Regions from separate parts of the Rattus norvegicus genome. Here all the other regions are linked to region 3. The links are chromatin contacts, called in public Hi-C maps. All regions are on one chromosome and are shown on one strand. Each heading gives the region's core, a stretch centred on a gene start, on an enhancer-like site or on the middle of the called end of the contact. The rest is flanking DNA. Distances are from core to core; before and after follow the strand shown.

The links. Hi-C and Micro-C count contacts between places; a contact is called where the count stands out from the background.
Region 1: a contact with region 3 is called in a Hi-C map of Schwann cells, with 2.9 times the contacts expected there. The contact joins the promoter of Sgtb here to the promoter of Erbin in region 3. A contact is called at or near these places in 3 of 12 Hi-C or Micro-C datasets (Schwann cells, mammary epithelial cells and psoas muscle) and 1 of 1 datasets of contacts at active chromatin or transcription factors (oligodendrocytes).
Region 2: a contact with region 3 is called in a Hi-C map of liver, with 2.2 times the contacts expected there. The contact joins the enhancer-like site here to the promoter of Erbin in region 3. A contact is called at or near these places in 1 of 12 Hi-C or Micro-C datasets (liver) and 1 of 1 datasets of contacts at active chromatin or transcription factors (oligodendrocytes).

The regions. Positions count from the first base shown.
Region 1 is chr2:36,965,614-36,969,389 of GRCr8, forward strand. It overlaps Sgtb (small glutamine rich tetratricopeptide repeat co-chaperone beta), which reads left to right and starts at 1,368. Exons shown (of 11, transcript NM_181629.3): 1 at 1,368-1,448; 2 at 2,537-2,656. The coding sequence starts at 2,557. Nln (neurolysin) reads right to left here and starts at 959. Exons shown (of 13, transcript NM_053970.2): 1 at 884-959. The coding sequence starts at 924.
Region 2 is chr2:36,945,124-36,948,763 of GRCr8, forward strand. The region is part of intron 1 of Nln (neurolysin); the gene reads right to left. Among named protein-coding and RNA genes, the nearest start is that of Nln, 20 kb to the right of the region's middle. Within about 2 kb of position 2,153, at least 8 of the 93 cell types and tissues checked have an H3K27ac peak or open chromatin away from gene starts, as enhancers often do. A contact at or near this core is called in liver, where this site is marked.
Region 3 is chr2:36,759,952-36,763,415 of GRCr8, forward strand. It overlaps Erbin (erbb2 interacting protein), which reads right to left and starts at 2,202. Exons shown (of 26, transcript NM_001427815.1): 1 at 1,434-2,202.

The DNA.
Region 1 (3,776 bases), core at 118-2,617, 200 kb after region 3:
AAAGCCTGCTCAAATCATAGTCACAGGCATCAGGTGACCTCTTCAGAATCACTATTGTCCCCTGGGTGCACTAAGGAACACAAAGATCCACGCAGATGAGTGGCAAAGCACAACAGAAAATCACGAAAAGCAGAAATGCTGACGGTTCAAAACAGTGAACTTTCATTTTCAGTGTAAGGCAGATTTGGCAACAGGGGGTGATGGCGGCTTTGTTCCCGAAAACCGGCATATCCGTGCAAAGAATTTAATTCTCTCACCATTTTGCTACTGGTCTGTTACAGAGGGGTGTGGTTAGAGCGCTAAGAAGCAGTTCAAAGCAGCGGCCTAGGATACCCCGAACCGTGTCCAAGCAACAATTCTGGGCCAAGTCAATTTGCCAGGTTAAGAGACCGAATGTTTTAAGGAAGGAGGGAAATAAAAACGAAGTTAGAAAGCAAGGACGGAAATAAGTACCAAAACCACAGCGGTCTCGGGTGTATACTAAACGCTTGGACCGCTAACAAGTGCATGAGGTGCATGCGGAAATGCTTTATTTCTGGAGTCCACAGCTGCGGCACTTTCTATATCAGGTCTGCAGTTCTGAAGGGCGCGTCGGCCTATCCTTCCCTATTTTTTGGGTTGGGTCTCTCAACCACCACTCTCACAGACTGCGGCTGAAGCAATCTCAAACAAAGGGGAAAGGATGGCCTCCTGAGGGAAGGGAAAGGTGGCCCCAGGTTGCAGCACCAGGTGTCCCTACGGAGTCCATCAAGCAGGCAGAGGGAAAGGACAGTCCTAGGGGCATCACGGGTGGGTGTAGTAGGGCTATACCAGGCCCCACGCCATTCGCGGACACACGACCCCACCCTGCCCACGATCAAGATTAACCCGCCCACTGGAGTACCTGTGGAGGCCTCGCAGAGTCGAAAGGCACAGGGTGATCATGGGCACGCCGGGAGGCCGGCAGCAGCTGGCGCGTCGTCCTCCCGCTTGTAGGTGCAGGAGGCAGGCGGTGGTGTCTGCGGGCCCGGAAGCCAGGAGTGGGCCAAGCCGAGGAGACCAGATCTCGAGACGGAGGCCGTCAGTCCTGCCAGCGCCCTCCCACGTGCTTCAGGCCCACGCCTACGCCGTGGCCCCGCCCCTCGCCCCGCCCCGCATCCGGCTCCGTCCCCGGGGCGGCCCCGCCCCGAGTCCCTCGCCCCGCCCCTCACCCTGCCCCGCCTCCACCCCACCCCTCCGTGCCCCGCTCCGCCCCTGGGGCGGATCCAGCAAGCCCTGTGGTCCGAGAGCCTAGCGAGCAGCCGGGTGGGCTGAGGGGGCGGCGGCAGCGTTGGAGCCGGGGAAGTTTGGGAGACGTGGCCCCATCTGCGATCCTGAGCACCCCTCAAGCTCCGAGGACCGCGGGGGCAGGCGGACCCGCTTCCCGACGCCCCCGGGCCCGCAGCCGTCATCTCGTGCTCTCTTAGCTGGTAAGGGGGTTTCTATCTGGAAAGGGTGAGTCTCCCGCAGCCCCAGTTGGAGGCCTGCACCGTGCGCCCCCTGCAAACACGGTCTGGGCTGAGGAAAAGCCGGGGTTCGGCAGTGGGGGAACCATGGGGGTGGGAGGTGGATGTGATTGGAGATGTAGGAGGGGAAGCTTGGAGGAGGTTGGACAGCTCCCCCCTCCATCCCCCATTCTGTTTCCTTCTTTTGCCTCGGGTCCTTCCTTAGTCTCAGTACGTGTAATAACCTCTTTGGCCTAGAGACTGGATTCTCCTTTAAAAGAAGTACAAAGCTAATAAACATCCTAGCGGCGGGTACCACACCCTGGCTGTGAATTAGGGATCCCGGGGAGCAGATTGCTGATACGATTGAGTGGAAATAAGCCATTAATGCCACCTGGCCCTGCGCCACTGTTTGGATGCATAGTATTCCATGTGAATGAACGCGGTCAGGAGCTTCCAGCTTGTCCACGAGAGCACAGCTACTGCAGGCAGGGGCAGATCGGTTTGTACTATCTGTCGGGTTAGGTGGTGATTTCTGAGCGGTGTGCTGACTAAATAGAAACGCCGGTTTTTAACAATAACCCTCAATGGTTGAATAACCTTTCCACAGAGCCTTGTTGTCAGCAAGTAACTCTCAACCTACAAAAGTAGTGGAGTATAAATGATTAATACATTTAAAAAAATCTCTTGGAATAAAGATGCTCATTGTGGCTCACATTCTGAGTCAGCAGTACGAAATCTCCCTCAACTCAGAAGTGAGGCCTTTCAAGGGTGATTCTCCATATGTCTGCACAACTATACTTTTTGTATCTATGTCATATACATTGTTAAGACACGGTGAGCTCTAGGCTTTGCTACCCATGTTCTGAAAATCTGTCTATTTTACTGATGCAAGCTTTAACATAGCTTAGTAGAGCTGGGTTTGGATGAACATGTGGAATACATTATTGTAACAACTTGTGCTTTCTTGAGGCTTTAAAGAGAGTAAAGTCATCAAGGTAATGAATATTTTTGCTTTTATTGCTTTTAGCAAGAGTGGATGACCCTTGATATTTCCTTCTTTTTTAATCAAGGAGGTATTTAGGCATCTAAAATGTCATCTGTGAAGCCCCTAGTTTATGCAGTTATTCGTTTCTTGCGGGAACAAAGCCAGATGGATGCTTACACTTCTGATGAACAAGAAAGTTTGGAAGGTAGGCACCTATTCTTTGTGTTATCGTTGTAAAGAAATATTAAAATGGTTACAGCCCAAAGCTTGTGATTTTAATAACAAAATCAGAATATTTGGTTGAGAGGCTTAACTAGATGTGTTGTTCCCATTTTCTGAGGCTTGTTTTAACTCATAAGAAGTAGGACTATTGATTGAAAAATAAAAAAGTTACTGTCAGGAGTATGTCATTCATGTTTTAGGGAAGCTTTTCATCATAGAAACATTACTCCCATTGACCGGAGTAGGAGGCTTGATTGTTTAAGCAGCAGAATTGCTACTATGTAACAAAGCTGATGTTTTAAGTTCAAATTCATACTTCAAAGGTTTTCCCCCTCTTTTTCCCAATAGCAGAGGATCTCATTCTGAACACACGAAAAACCTTAGTCATTGCAATGACACCACATTTAAAAAAAAAAATCTGAGTAATTAAACCGTTACTGAGCTCTAGCAAATGGGGCTTTGGAGGATGAGAGGCTTTTACCCTTGTTTTATGTGAGCTTTAAATCTTGGATTCGGTGATCTGAAAAGCCAAGCAGGACTGGAGAAGTTATCGCTTCGTGTTTATACGTTATAACATTTTAGCTCAGCATAGGCGTAAGAAGGCCAAACGATATAGAACAGATAGGCTTGTGCAAGTTCAGTGAGCCTAGCTTCCTTGTGGTCTGAAGACTTAATTATCCCAACGAGAGCACACTGGGGAGAACTTAATAAATAGCAAGACAGTTTGAATTTCCCATCTCCGGGCTGCCTCTCCCATAGAGGGGACCATCTATTAATTCTGTAATTCTGCTTGCAGACATGCTTTAAGTAGGTATAAGCCAAAGTTGGGCATTTGTTCCTCTGGTGGGATGATGTCTTTCCAGGTGGCAGTGAGAGGAACAGGTGAGGCACCGTGAGGACATTGCAAATTGACCTATTTAATATTAAGGTCCTTTGTCCTCCCTGACCATCAGACCTTGGGAAAAATAAAGGTAGTTTGACTCCCAAAGGAAAAGTCTTGGCTGTAACTGCTTTGTAGCAAAAGAGGAAGGCGATCGCATAATAAAAAGATATTTCTTTTTGTAATCTAAGGCGGTATGATGTTTTTATGAAGCAGAAAGAAA
Region 2 (3,640 bases), core at 903-3,402, 190 kb after region 3:
TTCTGGTCTCTCCCTGCTCTCCCACTGGATATGCCCTGGAAAGTGGCTTTTCTGGTTCTGTCCATATTCCTTTTTCACTTTTCTTTCTAAAATTAGTTACTGTCATTGTCTAATCCCTTTTCAGTACTGGTGATCAAACCAAGGGCCTGTGTGTGCTGTGGGTTCTGTATCCCTGAGCTACACAGCCCTGGTCCATTTCCTCAGTGCCCCAAACACTTCTCTGTCCCTCTTGTGGCATCTCATCCTTCACTCATCCTGATGCTGAACCTGGTCAGTCAGTCAGTCAGTCAGTCAGTCTCTCTCTCTCTCTCTCTCTCTCTCTCTCTCTCTCTCTCTCTCTCTCCATTTTGCTCCTTCCCCTCTCAGGGCTTCCACACCCACAGACATCTCAATGGCAGCAGGTATAAAGTTTTATCCTCAAGAATGTCTGACTGAGTTTTCAACTGGCCATACAGACTGAAGTGTACCATTAACTTCCGTATTTGTTAAGAGACAGACACTGTGTTATAGGTTTACAAGCAACTTCTTATTTAATTTTCCCAACAAGCTAAATGGTGGGTATTTACCAACTCCATTTTGCAGGACAGAAATTAAGAGCCTCACCCCTGACTCTGCTCTACGAATGCTGCAACCACAGCCCACAGAAGGGAAATGTCAAACTCCTCACTAGGGCACCGTCCTGCTTTTAAGTAGGGAGAGAATAGTAAGCTAAAGGGCAGAAATATACACTAGTTGTCTGATGTGTCACCTCTGCCCTTCCCAAAGGACTGCAGCCAGGACTGAGGAGGAGAGTCCCACTTTAGCCTCCATCCAGCCAGGAAGAGCAGGCTGTCTTGGCCTGAGCGGCTTTCGGTTAAGGGTAAACCGACTCCAGCGGGGGCCCCGGACAGCTGCCCTTTGCAAGCTTCTGTCCATGTTCTTAGAAATCAATAAACTACCAGTAAGAATGAGCTCCCATGATGCAGCAACTCTTGCTCAAACTACCAAAGGAGACAGACAGACAGACATTTACTTTTCACATAGGACTCAACAGAGGTCCTCTAAGAGATAGTTTCAGAAAGCTCATGGTGGGGATGCACATCAGGGCATTGGTTGGACATTTCAGATATACAGTGGGTTGTGATGATGGACAGGCTGGGTTCTACTAAAGCTGGGACTGGAGAATGGCTCTGTGGTTGAGAGTGGCTACTGCTCTTATGGAGATCTAGGTCTAGACCTCAGCACCCAAATGTGGCACACAATTGTAACTCCAGTTCCAGGGGTGCCAATCCCCTGGCTCCCTCCGATCTCCTTACTGCATGTGCTGCACATGTACATACGCAGACACACACAAGAACGCATAAAATAAAGTCAGTGTTTTTAACAACATTAAAAGGTGGTAGCTGCTAACTCTGGAAAGAAATTAAAGTTCGTCTCTCTTGCTCTACGGACAGAACCCCAGAGTTCGGTTTTCTCTTTTTACATCTCTTGTATAAAATAACACTTTTATCATCATTTGCTGTGGGTAAACAGCTAACAGGATCGACCTATAGTATCCCAGTTTCATTCTGAACAGCATTTACAGAGGACCTTCTAAGTCTGCAAACGCTACTCACATTGGCTGCTTCTAACGGACAATTCTGTGACCGTTTAGGATCTGTATGCTAGCTGCTTATTTGACCTATGTATTTGGTAATGATATTTTTCAAAATAAAACATCCCTTTCTTAAAAAATTTTTTTCCTAGGGGAAAAGCCCTCATTTTAAAATTAAACCCCCTATGGAGTATCTGGCACAGTACCTACTATTAGGTAAATTCCCACCTGTGTGAATACCAAAGTGTCACTAGCACCCAGGAAGGCACGCTCTCCTGGAGATACATGAGCAAGGCTGTCTGATCTGCTGCTGCTACCCGGCTCAGGGGAGAAACATGTTTTCTTTCTAATTCTACCACAGGGTATAGCATGCGCTTTGCAGTGACGGAGTAAACCAACACCGACAAGAGACAACGACCTTCATGTATCCATCTCAGAGTGTAATGGAGCCACAGACAAATGGCTGGAGAGCAGGAATGGAGTGGCAGACTCCATCAGAACAGTGCCAGGAGGAGTGGGGCACACAGAAGAGCAGGGCAGTGCAGGCAGGGCACCGCCATTCCCCGGCTCCTGCTTCCACCTGCTGGCATAGAAGAGGAACTGTTTGGAGCTGGTAAAAGCGGCTGGCAGGCAGCACTAGGGAAAAAACCATGAAAACATTGAGTTTCAAAGTTCTCTTATCAAGGTAACATAGCAAAGGTCACAACCCTGATGCCGGCATTCATTCTGAGACGCCTGATAAACCCAAAGGCACCGTCACATTTCTGTTAGTCTGTCAGTGATGGGGAGACACTGTCTGGATCTACGGCCCAGGAATCCTCCAGCCCCAGAGTACTGTGGTTACAGGTGTGCGACCTCATGCCCAGCCGCATCATCTTCTGTCATTGAGCATTATTGTTATAACAAGTGTATATCACATTCTCTGACTAGAATGGATACTGTAACTTTAAGAGTTGGAGCTTGGTCTCTTTTGCTCCTCTGAAGTGTCAGGGAGTGAATGAGGCCTGTGTGTACTAGGCAAGCTCTCCACTCGGAGCTGTACCTCTAGCCAGTCTTGATCTTCCCCCAACTCCATCGCTCCCTTGGTCTTTGATAGTAAAAGTGCTGTGAAAACACTTTCCCCTGCTGCAGCAGAGCGTGCACGTCCTCTTTAGGAAGGACTTACAAGTAGAGCGCAGCACACAAACGTTCCCGCAGAAATGGACAAGGGTGGGTTTCAACCCTTTAAAAGTTGATTTTGATTTTTTTTTCTTTTCTTTTTTTCGGAGCTGGGGACCGAACCCAGGGCCTTGCGCTTCCTAGGCAAGCGCTCTACCACTGAGCTAAATCCCCAACCCCGATTTTGATTTTTTTAATAGGTGATAGTTTATTAATAATATTAGTTTGGATTTGTAATTTAATAGAAAAGTTTGTTTTCAAACTTTATTATAAATAATTAAGAGATTCTTTGAAATTATCTTTTCTAAAAACCATGAGAATAAAAAAAATGTTAGAAACTACTTATGGTCATATAAAAAAGACTATGAAATGCAAGAAAATATGTGAGACAGTTGTTGATTGAAAAAGAGAACTTCCATATTAGTTCATATTTTAAAATTATAATAAATTAAAGAGAAAAACTCAGGTTCTAAGAAATAAGTAACAAGATAATTGCCTGATTTTCTCTTATTTTGTCTATGATACAGTCTTGATCACAGGCTCTAGACATTTAATATAAACAAACATGAAAAGATTTCTATCTTATGTTCAGTAAGTGGCCCACGAGAAGGTGGCCTGGACCACAGAGCACCAGAGCAAGCAGTTTTTCTAGTAAAAAGTGTCTTAATAATTTATCAGGCAAGGCCTGGCCACAGGGACATGCAGCCTACTTCAGGAAAGCCATTCCACATAAATGAATTGGTACTGGCACATCTAACTGTCATGTGGTGGGGTACACGTCTCAGACTTGGAATGCTTAGTAACTCCTCAGGAGACTAGTTCTCCTCTCCTGTGCATTCCTTACTCTTGGATGCTGTTTGGAATATGTCCTCTGTGCACGAGCGTTTGACTGATGAATGGTGATGAATA
Region 3 (3,464 bases), core at 952-3,451:
CAAAAACTCCAGAGACCAGGCCCTAATAACACAACAACATAAATACTGGAAACAATTCTCTTTTTGAAATGTACTTAATAAAAGCCAAATAGCCAAGAACAAGTTGTGAACTCACTTGATCCTGATCTATAAAACCTATCTTTCCTCTTTCAACTAAAGGAAGTCAACTCTTTCCCCTCAAGTTTCTGGTAATTATTTTGGTAATATCTGATTAAACATCAATTTAAGCTTAAGCTACATCTACCTATAGTTAATATTTATTTAAAACACAGTATTATCTGTCACTTCCCTTACCACAAAAGCACTTGGGGGGAAGAGGGGAAGCAAACAAACTACACTTACAAAGGCACACAATTGAAGCACTACTAAGGGAAAAGACAGTAGGGTAGACTGCAACCAAAACTAGTTTTACCCATAAAGAAGGTTTCATTGGTTCAGAAGCGTTCCTAAGTCTGACTGGTGGAATGTCTGCCATGCTTCACGAATTCCTGCCCGCACAGTCTGTACCTATCACTTATTAGGCAGAACCAAACAAAACCAGATGGGCCAACACGAAAAAATATGAGGACCATACATCTGCAAAACAGCGCCACTTTTTCGCACAATGTGACTCTCCTGAAAATCTTAAGGATTTTATTTCTCTTCCCTTCCAATGTTGTTCCTAATCGGAACGGCATACAAGTCCTGACTAATCAACTTCTTGCAGGTGTTTGGGTTTTGTTTTGGTTTGGTAGCCATATCCTTCTCCGTCTCTATCCATACTCTTTACGACATTCTGCTTCCTAGAACGCCAGTTTCAAGAAAAATTTAGCAGCTGCTCGTCCTCAATCAGGTAACCAAACAAGCACTGTAAGCTACGGACTGAAAAGAAGGCATGACTTACTACAAGTAGTTCCTTGGCCGTCCAGAAAAAGCAATCGAGAATGGCAGGCAGGCAGTTTCTTAAGTCCAAAGAAAAAGACGTGCCTTAAAACGACCTCCATGTAGGATTAACGCGAAAACCAAAACAATCCACACCAACATAAACAAATGTGGCAGCCATCTCAGTGAGAGCGAATCAGTCTCTCCCCGCAGCGAGACTTAACTTTCTTCCGAAACAAAAGTTGCCAGACTCAGCAACTTGATATACATTGTATACGTCCCGGAACACTAAAACTTCTGGCCCTTATGCTCAACAAAGGAACTCTTTCTTCCGACGGCTGAAAAACTTTTCGTCCCACCACATTCTTACAACCCCATCTTAAAAAGAAAGGAATCCAGACGGTAGACGGGGCAAGGGGGTAAATCAGTTTTACTATTCAGTTGCTAAAACGACAAGGCATTCCGACCAGGGAGAAAGAAGTCAGACAACTCGGGCAGAGCGAGGTAGACTAAAGTACCGTCGCTTCCGGCCCACGAACTTGGCTGGACGCTTCCCGTAAAAAAAAAATTACCTCTCCGGGTGTCTCAGGGCAGCCGTCCCGAGGCTCGGCTTGACATGGTTTCCTGCCCTTCCTCAGTGGCTCCGGGCCCCGCCGAGGCTCCCGCGAGGACTAGGCGGATGTGGAGCTGCCGCCCGCAGCAGCGCGGCTGCTTCGGTGGGGGCTGGGGTGCGGGCTGGCTTCCTGCTTGCGACTTCTGTCAGGAGTTTCCCAGCCTCGTCTAGGTTCTCCGCCGAAGGAAAAAACTTTTCACTCGTGACACCGCCCGGAATTGCCGTGCGAAACTCACTTCCTGCCTGGGTGAAAAGCAGGATCCAGCTCGGTGCCCGGGAACCCGGAACCCCGGGGCGGCGCGCCGCCGAGGGGGAGGGGACGGCGCCCGCCCCGAGCCGCGGGACCTTGCGCGGCCCACGGGGGCGAGGACGCGGAGCTCCGCTGGCCTGGGCCGCACTAGGCCTCCGCCCCCACAGCCGCGCCGCGCGGGTATTGTCTCGAGTGCGCCGGCCGCACCCTGCGCCCGTCCGGCCCCCGCCGCCCCGAGCCGGAGCCGACCGGCCGCGCAGGCTGGAAGGCGACCGTCGGTCGGGCAGTCCGACCGGCCGGCCCGGTCTCTGCCACTCCCGCTCTAACCCTCCAGTCTCCCCGCCGCAGTCCCTGCGCTCTCCCCGGTTCTCCTTCCCCGCAGCCGCGGTGGCGCGGTCTCCTCAGGAGCTCGCGGGCCCGCGCCAGGGGCCGAGGCTGCGTCGCGCGCCGCCGCGCCACCTTCACTCGAGCGGGAGACGGAGAGGGGAGGCGAGGCGGAGGAGAGAAAGGAGGAGGCGGACCCGGGCCGGACCGGGGTGGAGGGAGTTTCTGCCTCACAGGCCGCGGCGGCAACAGCGCCACCGCCCCGGCGGCTAGGGGGCCGAGGCTGCGCGCGGCGGCGGCGGCGGCGGCGGCGGGGGCGGCGGCGGCGGCGGGGGCGGGGCGGCCTCCCGCGGGGGCGCCCCAACCGCCCACAGCCGGGCGAAGGCCGGCGCGAGCCAGTCAGCGCGCACGGGGTCTACGCGCCCGACGTCGGCGGCGGGGGGCGCGGGCCGGGGGCCGCGGGCTGGCTGGGAGGCGCGCGACGGGAGGCCCGCCCCCCGAGGCCGGGCCCGCCGAGCTCCCCCGTACGACCCCGCGAGGCCTCCGCCGCCCCGGCCGATCGAGTTTCTTTGTACGATCGTAATTGGTGCAAAGAGGTTGTTCAAGTGCAGCCCCGATTTCCAGGCAGCAGGTATCTCTTTCAGCCGCAGCACTCCGACATCCTCTAATGGCACGCTCAGGTTGCAGGAAACCACGGCCGCGGCTCCGTGCAGCTTCTTTCCACGCCGGGCCGGCCTCCGAGCTTGCTGGAAGCGGCGACGCGCCTGGGGCCCCTCCGAGGAGACAAAGCTGGTGCTGGGAAGGGGAGCGGGGCCCGCGAAATTGCCTCAAGACGGTGCCTTTGTTAGAGGAAACATTGGATGCACTCCGAGCGCTGCGCAGCCTTCCAGCCCCTACGCTTTCGGGCGTGCAGTCGTTCAGTCGCGCTGGCCCTGGTAGTTCTGCCTGGCAGGGTTTGCGTTTATTGCAGAGAGAGACTTAAGCATTCTGTCAACACATATGGCTTAGAAAGCTTCAACCATAACATTGCCGTTTTTACAGTTACTGCTTTAAGTATGTTAGCAGACAGAACATCCTTGTTTTACCCGAGGGAATGGAATAGATTCTGGGCAAACCATCGTCCACCCCCACTCTTCTGTATTAACTATGCACAGGGATGGTAATTAGCCTCTGGGTCCTTCAAGCCACTGGTTCAGTACTTCCGTCTGTAGCCCAGAGATAATTATTCATCACCAACTTTGAATAAAAAGCTATATGCCTTACAGATGAGTTTTGGCTTGCATCCAAGGGAATGAGTTCACGAAGTCCACCAAAGAATTATTTACTAAAGTGAGTTCTACGCCAGAGACGAATACTTGGAATAACTCCAAAGATATTCAAGTCATTTTGAATCGAAGTGGAAGCATTTTAGCTACC